2 separate regions of the Mus musculus genome follow, and region 1 is linked to region 2. Evidence: chromatin contacts called from public HiChIP or PLAC-seq data. All regions are on one chromosome and are shown on one strand. The core of a region is the stretch at or near the end of the contact, and the rest is flanking DNA. Distances in the headings are between cores, read along the strand shown. Region 1 overlaps Gm38585 (a long non-coding RNA gene). Region 2 holds the start of Notch3 (notch 3).

Region 1 (5,578 bases), core at 2,388-4,887, 50 kb before region 2:
GGCAGCACCTTCAACCCTGCCCTCGCCGGGGGACTCGCGAGTTAGCAGCCGGCCTGTTGAGGTCAGAGGAGGCGGGGTGCGTCCAAGCCTAGCGACTGCGCGTGCTTAAAGCTCTGGAGCAGAGAACGAGCGAGCGGCCTGAGCAACCCCAGCCCGTGACACCACCCGAACCACGCGCCACTACAGCTTTCCCGGCATGGGGCGGGGGGCAAATGCGGGGTGCTCTCCATCCAGAGAGAGCTACGTTGTCCGCGGCTACGTGGACAACAGAGCGACCATGTTCCCTCTGCAGGTATGCGCTCCACTGCTTATGTAACCGAGCCGGGTTGCTCGCTTGCAGGTCTGCGGGTTTGCTGAGTGGCCTTTTCCGACTAATGACCTTGGCCCCCTGCTGCCATCCTTTTGGGTCCCCATCGAGCGCTGGGTGCTCTGAGGACAGATACGGGCGCACGCAGGCCGGGGGCGTGGACTACCCTGGGGAGCTTACAGTGGGGAGGTGCAGGTGGCAGGAAGCCCCCTGCCCGGCTGTGGTGCACACGGTAGCCCCTTAGGGTCCCTGTTGCTTCTGGTTGCCTGGGCAACAGTGGGCGGGGTGGGGGGACTTCCGGAAGCATTGAAATGCTGAGCTGGGTGAATCCTTCCGTTTGGGAGAGCGGAGAGCCTCTTGGTAGACACATTGGCTAGTGATTGCTCGCACTCTACTGAAATCCACGTTCTGCTTCTGCCCATTCTGTGAACTTGGACCAAGGAGGAGGCTGGGCCCACGCTTGGGTCTGACCACTCTTAGGGTGGTCTGTCATCCACAGAGATGGGACTAGAACCACTCTGTACCTCCCGCATGCTTGCTTCTATTCCTAAAAGACAGCACAGTTTGCTGAATTTGGCTTTGGAAGCAACCTGTTAGAAGGGCTTGTAGCCTTGTCTTCCCAGAGCCTCTCTCCTGTGAGGTGTGTAATGAATGAGGCTGTTTCTGATTATTTCTGATAGGCGGTGCTTCCTGCTTGTGACCGGTTGCCCTTGGAGGGAACCAGGCTGTCATGGGCATTAGAATGGAGGCCAGAGGCAATGTCAGGCTGACTGGAGCGTCCTTGCCTGGCCGGTCCAGCAGGAAGATTGGGCTGGCTTGGGCAGCCAGGTGTGGCCTCCTGCAATGTACCTTTTTGGCTGGTCACTGAGCAAGGTGGCAGATTTCTGCATCCCTCCAGCTCATGTCCAGCCACTGTATTGACCCCCAAGGGGCATTTGGAAGGAGCAGCTGGCTACCATGGACCCGCAGGAAGGACCTGGAAGGAAGACAGGTGGCCAGAACTGCATGTAAGGACACTCGAGGGCTGTCCTGAGTCAGGCATGCTTGCCAGACAAATAGAGCAATTGATTGTTATTGTACAGCATAGGAGATCAAAGTCCGTAGGCAAGGGCAGTTGCTGAGTGTTTGAGCCCCTGTTGCTTTATAAACAGTGCTTCACCCACACTGGGTCTACCAGGGGACCCAGGGACAGTGTGCCTGGTGAAGGAAGAGTACCAGCAAGTGGAAGAGGCAAGCAACACAGGACATGGGGTACCCATTCTTGTTCTACCCAGAATGCACTGGTCTGGTGCTTCATGCTCTTAATCGTTGCTCTCTTGCTTAGGGGGCCAGGATTGGGGGTATCAAGGTCCCTAAGGTAAGACTGTACTAAGGAGCAAAGGGGCAGAGTCCCTGAAGCAGGGACAGCAGGGAGGGCAGGGCCAAGCTGAGCTTCCTGCAGTCCCGTCTTGTCAGTCCGGCAGAGGTGTGCAGGCCTCTGAGGCTCTGTGTCCTGCATTGCTTGTCTCTTCCACTTGCTGGTACTCTTCCTTCACCTGGCACACTGTCCCTGGGTCCCTGGGTCCCCTGGTCTTCTGTCCTCTAGTCTGCACCAAGGTCTCAGTGTCCTTATTCAGGTTGAAGATATGGAGTTCCAACTGCTCAAGGGAGGGGATCCCTTGCCCTTCTCTCATTCCTCCTCCTCACCTTTTATTGGCTCTTTGTGACTTTCTCATCATGCACTCCAATCCCACTCATCTCTGCCCCTGTACCCACCCTCTACCCTGTCACCTCCTCCCCAACAGTGAAAAAAAAAGGGGCAAACAATCTCGTTGTGGAAGCTGTAGTGTGTCCCACAGTGTATCCTTATGTACACACTTCTTTGCTTGCAAATGTTCATTGCAATGAGTTTGTTGGGTGCAGGGCCTCTGGCATCTGCTACACTATCCACACAGGAACCTCACTGGGACTCCCCTCAGATTCCCCATTGTTGCCCTGTGTCATGGGGATCCTGTAGTTTTGATCTGTGGGACAGGCTCCATCACACACTCCAGCAGCTCATTGATGGGGTAGATGCCAATTCAAAGCCCTGGATCTGGGTCTGAGAGGTACCTGAGCTGGTCAGCCCATTATATTCACACCACAGAGGTGAGCTATTTTCCCTGCCCTGGCTGACCCATCCAACAGAGCAGCCAGCAAGTAGGAGGGCTCTCCTGCCTTCAGCTATGGCTCTGTTGTGATGCCCAGGAGAGATGCAGGGCTGGCTCTCTCCTAGAGTGGAGCAGGTGAGGGGTGTGGCTAGCTCTTCTGCTCTTAGGCACTGGGGATGGCTCACCTGCAACCCCTGTAACCAGAGCCAGCTCTAACCTGCTGCCCAGGCAAGGTGCAGGGCCCACTCTCCTGAGTGTTACAGCCTGTGAGAGACAGGTCAGTTCTTTTACTTTCATGACCCTGGAACCAGCTCTCCCGCTTGCCATAGGTGGCAAGGGACAAGGGATGGAAGGAGGGCATCTGTCTTAGTCAGGGTTTCATTGCTGTGAAGGGACATGACCAAGGCAACCCTTAGAAGACATTTAATTGAGACTGGCTTACAGTTTCAGAGGTTCAGTCCATTATCATCATGGGGGGAAGCGTGGCAGCTTGCAGGCAGACATGGTATTGGAGGAGCCAAGAGTTCTACATCTTGCTTGATCCAAAGGCAGCAGAAGTCTATTCCTCGGGCAGCCAGGGGGAGGTGTTCTTCTGCACTGGGTGGAGCTTGAGCAACACTAGGAAACATCAAAGCCCATCTACGCAGTGACACATTTGCTCTGCTCCAACAAGGCCACATCTATTCCATCCAAAAAAGGCCACACTTCCTAACAGTGCCACTTCCTGTGGGCCAAGCATTGATACACATGAGTCTCTGGGGGGCAAATGTATTCATACCACCACAGCATCTCTTCCCTTATCCCAGCCATGGCCCAGCAGACCCGGGGCAGGACTAGCTTTCCTGTGCTCATGTCCTCAAGGTTGGCTCACCCACATCTAGGGCATGCTCTACTATGCTGCCCACTGGGGGTACAGAGCCTGCTCTCCAGAGTTCTGCAGCAAGTAAGGGTCAGGGGAGGGGTTTTGAGAGGTGCTTAAGGACCTAGGGACTCCATCCTGGTCCTGCCCTGTCTTACCCTGTCTCCTGGAAAAAGCAGCCCCTTATGTAGCTTAACTGAGGACAGCGCTGAGGACAAGGCATAGCCCACCCAGAGGCCAGCTGCTATGAGCGGCTGTGAGATCCTACTACCCGCACTCACTCTGGGACATCCTGGGGGTAGTGTGCAGGACGCCCTGTGGGAGGGTGACCCTAGACCAGAGCAGGAGTCCCTCTGAGGCAGTGGCCTCTAAGGGTGAGCCAAGGCCACATTGAGCAACTCATTTGGGGGTCAGGAATGCTGTTTTGGCAGCCCCCCAGAAGCTCAGTCACTCCCAGCTATCTGAGCCAGATGTGAGAACTGGCCAGCAGGGAGACAAGGAGGTGATGGGCATCTCCTGACCCTCTTGCTTCTCGGTGACCATCCAGAACTTGTATTTGGGTTACCAAGTCTCAGAGTGACCTGGCAGCATCCCATGCTGACAAGGTCGTCCTAAGGATCCCACAGTGAGCTCAGCACAGCTCACTGCCCTTAGGGCTTCACTGTGCAGCCCACCCAACACAGGCAGACCTCAGCAGCTACACATGGTCCCTAGCTATGCCTGTCTAGCACTGTAATCCTGGCATCGAGGGCTGTGAGCCAGGCTAGGGGTGGATGCAGGACCTGGAGTGAGCAGGGTAGGAGAGGAGATGCTGTGTATGATGCAAGCTGTCTAGTAGCAGTTCACCACGGAGAGCAGAGGGTGTGGTCCGGCTGAGTGGGAAGGCTGATCAAAGACCAGTGGTGGGAGGCGGGAAGGGAGTGTGACTTATGACTGTTAGATTGCTTAGGCTTGCCCAGCCTGCTTGATGATTCCCATCTGTGAGAGACTTAAGCATCAGCCTAGGAACACCTGTGAGGCTCAGCTTGTCCCCCACCCCCACACTCCTCTCTGTCCCTAGATGCCTGTGGGAGAACCACACTGGAATATTCCAGAGCTCGCCCCACTCCTGCTGTGCTGAGCAGCTCTGCCTCCCTTGGAAGAGATTAGCTGAGCTGTTACTCTAAATGCGCTATGCCAGGCAGCGAGGCTTCAGGCTGCCTGAGCCTCTTTGCTGGAGGCTTGGTGATGAAGCAGTTGGGGCGGGCAAAATGTTCCTGGGATGTGCATCACCTGCCCACCGGCAGCCATGCCAGCACAGCACGCGTCACTGTTGGAGAGGAGGGGGCGGGGCACGGACATGGGCGGAGTCTGAGGGTTGCTTGAGGGGCAGGGGGAGAAGCCTCGTCTGGCAGTTAGGGGCAGCAGGAAGTAGGAAAATCAACCTTCCCTTGTTTTTTTAACTTTCTCTTTCCTGGGTGCCTTTTGCACTCTTGGGCGTTGGTGGCCCTGACAGTGGGAGGGAGGAAGTATAACAGGCTGGTTGGGGTGCTTTTACTTTGGGGGACAGTCTAAGGCTTCTCCACAGAATAATGCTGTCCAGTTTGCCCAGCCCCCAGACTCATCCATCAGTAGGTCTGGAAGCCCTGCCTCCTGCTGGACACTCTGAGAGGTTGACCCAAGCAGCACCTCAGCCAGATATGGTTCTCAGCACAGCTGTCGCTCAGTACCAGTGTGTCTCCAGCACTAGTCAGTGCTTATGTGGTCAGCCAGACCTACATCTGCTAGAGCTGTGTCTCCACTGAGTTTTGTAACAGTAGCCACTTTCTCTAGTATACAGCTTGGCTGAGACATTCAGGTCGTCTGTAGTGGATGTGAGTCTGATGGTGGAGGCTCACATCTGGTGGTGACATCAGAATCAGCACACCAGATGCAGAGGCAGGTGGACTTCTGAGTTCACGGCCAGCCTGGGCTACAAAGAGCAATCCTGTCTCAAAACAACTAACCACACCAATAATAATAATAATAATAATAATAATAATAATAATAATAATAATAATAAAGTGCTTCTGGGGAAGTCACCCAGGGGGCCATTGGATAGAGGCACCGTCTGCCACCCTCCGGTCCTGTTCTGTCTCCCTGTTGGAAGTACTCAGCCAAGAGCCACTACTTTGCAGGGAAGTGAGCTCCGGAGTCACAGCCATAGCCTCTCAGAGGATGGAGTGGTGCAAAGAGAAAGAAAGAGTCGTCACCTGAAGCAAGGCCCCGCCCTTGCCTTCTCGGCTGAGGATGGCTGCACTTTGT
Region 2 (4,914 bases), core at 2,233-4,732:
GCTCACTCTGTGAGAGCCCAGACTGCCCTGGAACTGTACGGAATGACCTCCTGCTTCTGCTGGGAAATACAAGCGTAAGCCCAGTTAAAGGTCCTTTTCAAATCTTTACAGTCAACCTCATGAAAGAAAAGCCATTGTAGATGCAAAAGTGGCTGGGAAGGTCCCCAGCACTTGCTCGAGATGTCCCAGAATCTAGAGTTCTGCCTGCCTCTGGTAGCTCCCAAACCCTCCTCCTCTTCTCTAACTTTCTGCATTTCCCAAATAATTCTTGGGTCCCTTCCTGCACAGTCACAGGCCAGGGAAAGCACTCCTGCTTCACAGATGCCGTGAGGTTCAGAAAAGAGAAATGACTAACCAAAGGTCATACAAACTAGAACAAAATAAAACAGGGCTCTAAAATAGGTCTCCTGGGTGCCTCCTGTATTCTGACATATGGGAGGGCATGGACGTCCTTGTCACTGTCAAGCCACTGTCATTGGCCTTGGAAATCAATCTTTTATTCCAGAGCACTGTGACTTAACGAACTGGTTAAGTCTCAGACACTTAGCAAGATGATGCGGGATTTGAACCCAAGCCAGAGAGACACCAGAGCTTCTGCTCTTAAAGCTGTCTGATTCCCTATGGGGAAACACAAGAGGTTACCGAAGCCACACACATGGAGGAAGTGATACCAGCATCCCCCAGGAGACTCAGAGGCAGAGGACCTATTCCCTCCCCACACAGGGCCCACTGATGGCGCTGGGCCAGACACTCACAGGCAAGCAGCCTCCAGGGAGGGCTGCTGGTGGGTGCACCGACCTCCATTTGCACATGGGCTTCCATCCAGACAAGGGGGTGCTGTGTGGGGGCAAAAGAAGGTGGGGAGGTCAGACAGGCACACAGAACCCCAAATCAGACCCTCCCCTCCTGTCTGCCAGGCAACAGCTGCACTGGGCTAGGAGGGTATCTGTGTGGGTACTAAGAGGCCCCCTATCTACAGTTCCCACGGCCCCCCACCCCAGCCCCAGCTGTTGGGGCTGCAGCTGTCCCTGCCAGCTCAAGCCCTGGGAACCACAAGGCAGGGGTGAGAAGGAGGAGTTGACTTGTGCCAGATGTGTGGGCTCAGGAAGTTGCCTTGACTAGGATGTGCACAACAGAGAAAAGGCACAGAGTAGGAAGTAAAGATGCTGAGTGTTAAAGGGGATCTGCAGCTTCAAGCCCATGTCTTGGGTAGATGGAGAAGGCAGGCAGTGTTGAGCCTGTGTCTACTGTAGTCCCTGCTAGCTCTTGAAAGAGTAGGCAAAGCGTACACCTAGGAGGAACCAACAGCAGCCATAGAGAGGTGGTTTTGGGTACTAGATGGATAGGCTATGGAGTGTAAGGGAGAGAACTGGTGCAAGATATGTGCTGCCCTGTCCAGTGTCCCCATCCCTCAGGGTTGTATCCCACTTTGGGTGTGGCAGTCTTGCCAGATGGTGAGAGGTGTGGCCAGGTCTGAGCTGGTGGAGAATTATGTGCTCAGACAGGTGTGGGCCCCTGTAGAAGTTTTGTTCCTCAGAGAGAGAAGGAAAGGAGATTGGGGGAGAATTGAGAAATAGGGACAGACAGAAACTGAAAGGAGAAACCAACCAAAAAAAAAAAAAAAAAAAAAAAAAAAAAAAAAACAGAGACAGTAAAAGGATGAGTTAAGAATGAAGGACCTATTCAATTTTGTGACATCACACTAGAAGCTGTATGGGGGGGGGGGAGAACACAACCATGTGAGCTCTGTGTGTGTGTGTGTGTGTGTGTACATATGCCTGTGAGTTTGTGTGACAGTCTGTGTATTAGGCCACTATATTACTAATAGTGACTAATAGTGCATGTGCTTGGTACCATGCTGGTATCTTCAAACAGCATAGCCTTGTACACCATGTGCACACGAGCTGCATGCACTGTGCATCCATCTATATGAACAGCAGTATTCAAGCATACAGCTGTGTGGCCACTGGTGTGCTTGTCTGGGTCATGGATTGGCAGCTATAAATGTGACCTTGAACATGAATGCCTAGCAGGTCTTGGGTGACCTATGCCTGAATGCACATCAACATGTGAGCAGCAAACACATAGGTGTGTCTTGTGTGTGCCAAGTGTGCATCTATGGCTGTACTAAACCTGTGCACATGCATTTTTTTCCCTTTCTATGTGTGACAGGCCATGAGTCTGCACTGGCCCCGCGGGGGCGGTGGCTCCTGCCCAGTCCTGCCTAGTAGAGCCTAGAGGCTAAGCCACTCTCTATGCAACTCTCACCCGGCCCAGCACTGAGTCCCACCATAGGAGCCCTAGAACCCCTGGCCACAGCCAACTGCCTATGCCCCTCCCCCGCTGATCAGGCCTCCCGGGGCAGGGGTGGGGGCGCCCCCTCAGTCCCCGCTCTGGCCCTTCGTGGGTCCCGCTTTGTCTGGCAAAGAAAGCGTGAGGCCGGCCGGGGGGAGGGGGTGTCTAGACGGCGAAGCCATTGTCCCGAGCGGGGGAGGGGAGCTCAGAGTGGAGGAAGAGGGGAGGGGGGCCCAGGCATGCTGGGGAGGGGCTGCGGCCACAGGGATGGGGGCCCAGAAGCTGGAGATGAGCACGTGGACCTCGCCCCTTCTCCTCCCGGCACAGAGACGGGGTCCCGAGACTACGGGATCCCGGCGGCCTGAAGAGGGATCGGGCGGCACGCGGGGGAGGGGGCGCGGGCTTCGCAAGGGCTCCAGCTCCTGCTTCTCGCGCTCCAGCGCCGGGTCTTGCAGCTCTCCAACATGAGACGTTTTCTCCGAGTTCAGAGCTCCGAGAACTCCGCGCCCCCTCCTTGTCCCCCCCCCCCCTTCACGGCCCGCCCGGGATAGGGGAGGCGCTTTTGTGCAAGGGGTCCTAGGCCTTGGGGGGTCCTTGAGCCCCCATCCTAACCTTCCCAGGACTCCAGGCAGAAGTAGGATGGGGTGAGCCTGAAACTTTTGGTACACCTCGCTTCCGAATTTCAGCCCCAGATTCCCACAACTCCAGCTCCTACTCTTGGACTCTTGATTCATTCAAGGGTCTCGATTCCTTGGGCCTCTAGGATCCTGCCTTCCCATCATGAATCTGTGCGAACCCCATGACTGATACACACCCCCAGCTGCTGCATCTCTGCCCCGGCTTTAATCCTGGGGGGGCAGGTCCTCTAAATTCCAAACTTAGGAGAATATATATATATATATATATACTTTTTTTTTTTTGCTTCCCCGCCCCTGCAACCCCAGTCCCACCCTCCGAGTCCCTGATCCCTCACCTGCAGCCCCCAGCCCCGCTAGCAGCAGCAGCAGGGGCAGCGCCCGCATGGGCGGTGGTGGCGGTGGCAAGGCCATCAGGCGACGACGGCGGCGGCGGCCCCGGGCCCCCAGCCCCATGGCGGCCGGCCACGACCCTCCCTCCTCCCTCCTCCCTCTTTCCCAGGGCTCCGGGCACGTCCCGGGCCAGCCTCCGCGCCGCCAACTTCGCCGAAGTGAGGCTGTCGGGCTGCCCCGCCCCCAGGCCTGGGCGGCTCGCCCCGCCCCGGGGCCGGCTCTGAGCGCCCCCGCCCCCTGCCCGGCCTCCTGGGGTCCGACCCTTCTACCCGCCAAGCCTGGGACTTGCAGACCTCGGTACACTCAGGTCTGCCACAAGAGATGCGGGCTTAACCTGCGTGACGTGACAGGTATCCAGCTCGTGAGCACATCCATCCTTATCCTCCAGCACACAACCAAAGCCAGGGCTCACACACACAGTCATGACACAAACGCAAACACCCCTGACTCCAAACCCTCTAAACCTGGGTGTAGAGAGGCCAATGAACAAAAGTAGCCGCACCCATGCAAACCATATAGAAGTTTCATGGGGACACTAAACATCAATCACCTCAAAACTCAGGCTCCAACTGCGCCACAAACCCGGGCGGGCAGCATTTACAATCTGGCCAGGGGTTTCGTGGATATGAGTCTCATGTACCTGTGTGCAGCTCTCCTACAATGTGAAGATCACAAAGGTCTACCGAAGAGGGAAAGGTGCTTGCTGCCAATCACAGACACCCGAGTTCAATTCCTGGGCCTCCCATGCTAAAATAAAAAAACCAACACATACATTGTCTTCTGACTGCCACATGTACCCCGTGATACACATGCACTCCTACACACACTGTGCTCGAATGCTTGCACGCACGCGCGCGCACACACACACACACACACACACACACACACGCTTATGTGCGCAAGAAATAAGATAAAATACTTTGTAAAAAAAATCCACACCAGCTCCTAGCACATCCCACACTCTACATGGTTTTACCATGAGGCCTATCATTTCGTTGCCATTCACTGAGTTTTACATCCAGGAGACCTGCAAAGGCTCTGAACACTCCCTCTGTGTGAAGTGAGAATGGAAGCTCTAGAGGTGCATTCAGGGGAAATCTCAGGAGTCGGGTGAAGGGTGCCGTTCTTGAACATCTCCATCACTAGGAGACCAAAGGACTGAAACAGAGGACCCATATAATCCTGGAAGGGCATACACAGACACTCCTGTAGTGGGAGGAGAGAACAACTTCCACAAGTTGTCCTCTGATCTCTACATTGTAGAGGGCCCATCTCCCCTCCCTGCCGCGCCCCCCCCCCCAACTGGCTACATAATAAATAAGTGTATTTTTGTTAATTGGGGAAGATGTCATGGTTCACACGGTCTCCAGAGGCAAAGGCAGATAGATCTGTGAATTCAAAGCCAGCCTGGTCTACCTAGCAAATTCCAGGACAGTCACGGATACACTTTTTAAAGATTTATTTGTGTGTGTGTGTTTCTCTGTGTGTGTGTGTGTGTGTGTGTGTGTGTGTGTGTGTGTGTGTGTGTGCACTAGTGTGAGTACCTGCATATGCAGAGACCAGGGAAGGCACTGCACCCCTCAAAGCTGGA

The links. HiChIP or PLAC-seq counts read pairs in DNA pulled down with a chosen protein or histone mark.
Region 1: an H3K4me3 HiChIP or PLAC-seq map of embryonic stem cells shows a contact between it and region 2, with 32 read pairs. The contact joins the enhancer-like site here to the promoter of Notch3 in region 2. A contact is called at or near these places in 3 of 39 promoter capture datasets (the 3T3-L1 cell line, embryonic stem cells and trophoblast stem cells), 1 of 15 datasets of contacts at CTCF or cohesin (the NIH/3T3 cell line), 6 of 484 Hi-C or Micro-C datasets (the G1E-ER4 cell line, the N1E-115 cell line, cortical neurons and 3 more), 5 of 115 datasets of contacts at active chromatin or transcription factors (the SCID.adh cell line, bone marrow-derived macrophages, effector CD8 T cells and 1 more) and 2 of 9 other capture datasets (adipose tissue and pancreatic islet).

What each region holds. Positions count from the first base shown.
Region 1 is chr17:32,113,719-32,119,296 of GRCm38.p6, forward strand. Gm38585 (a long non-coding RNA gene) reads left to right here. Exons shown (of 2, transcript XR_876750.3): 1 at 1-292. Among named protein-coding and RNA genes, the nearest start is that of Gm38585, 3.3 kb to the left of the region's middle. Within about 2 kb of position 3,638, at least 121 of the 459 cell types and tissues checked have an H3K27ac peak or open chromatin away from gene starts, as enhancers often do. A contact at or near this core is called in the G1E-ER4 cell line, the N1E-115 cell line, the NIH/3T3 cell line and 5 more, where this site is marked.
Region 2 is chr17:32,163,408-32,168,321 of GRCm38.p6, forward strand. Notch3 (notch 3) reads right to left here and starts at 3,483. Exons shown (of 33, transcript NM_008716.3): 1 at 3,269-3,483; 2 at 756-837. The coding sequence starts at 3,386.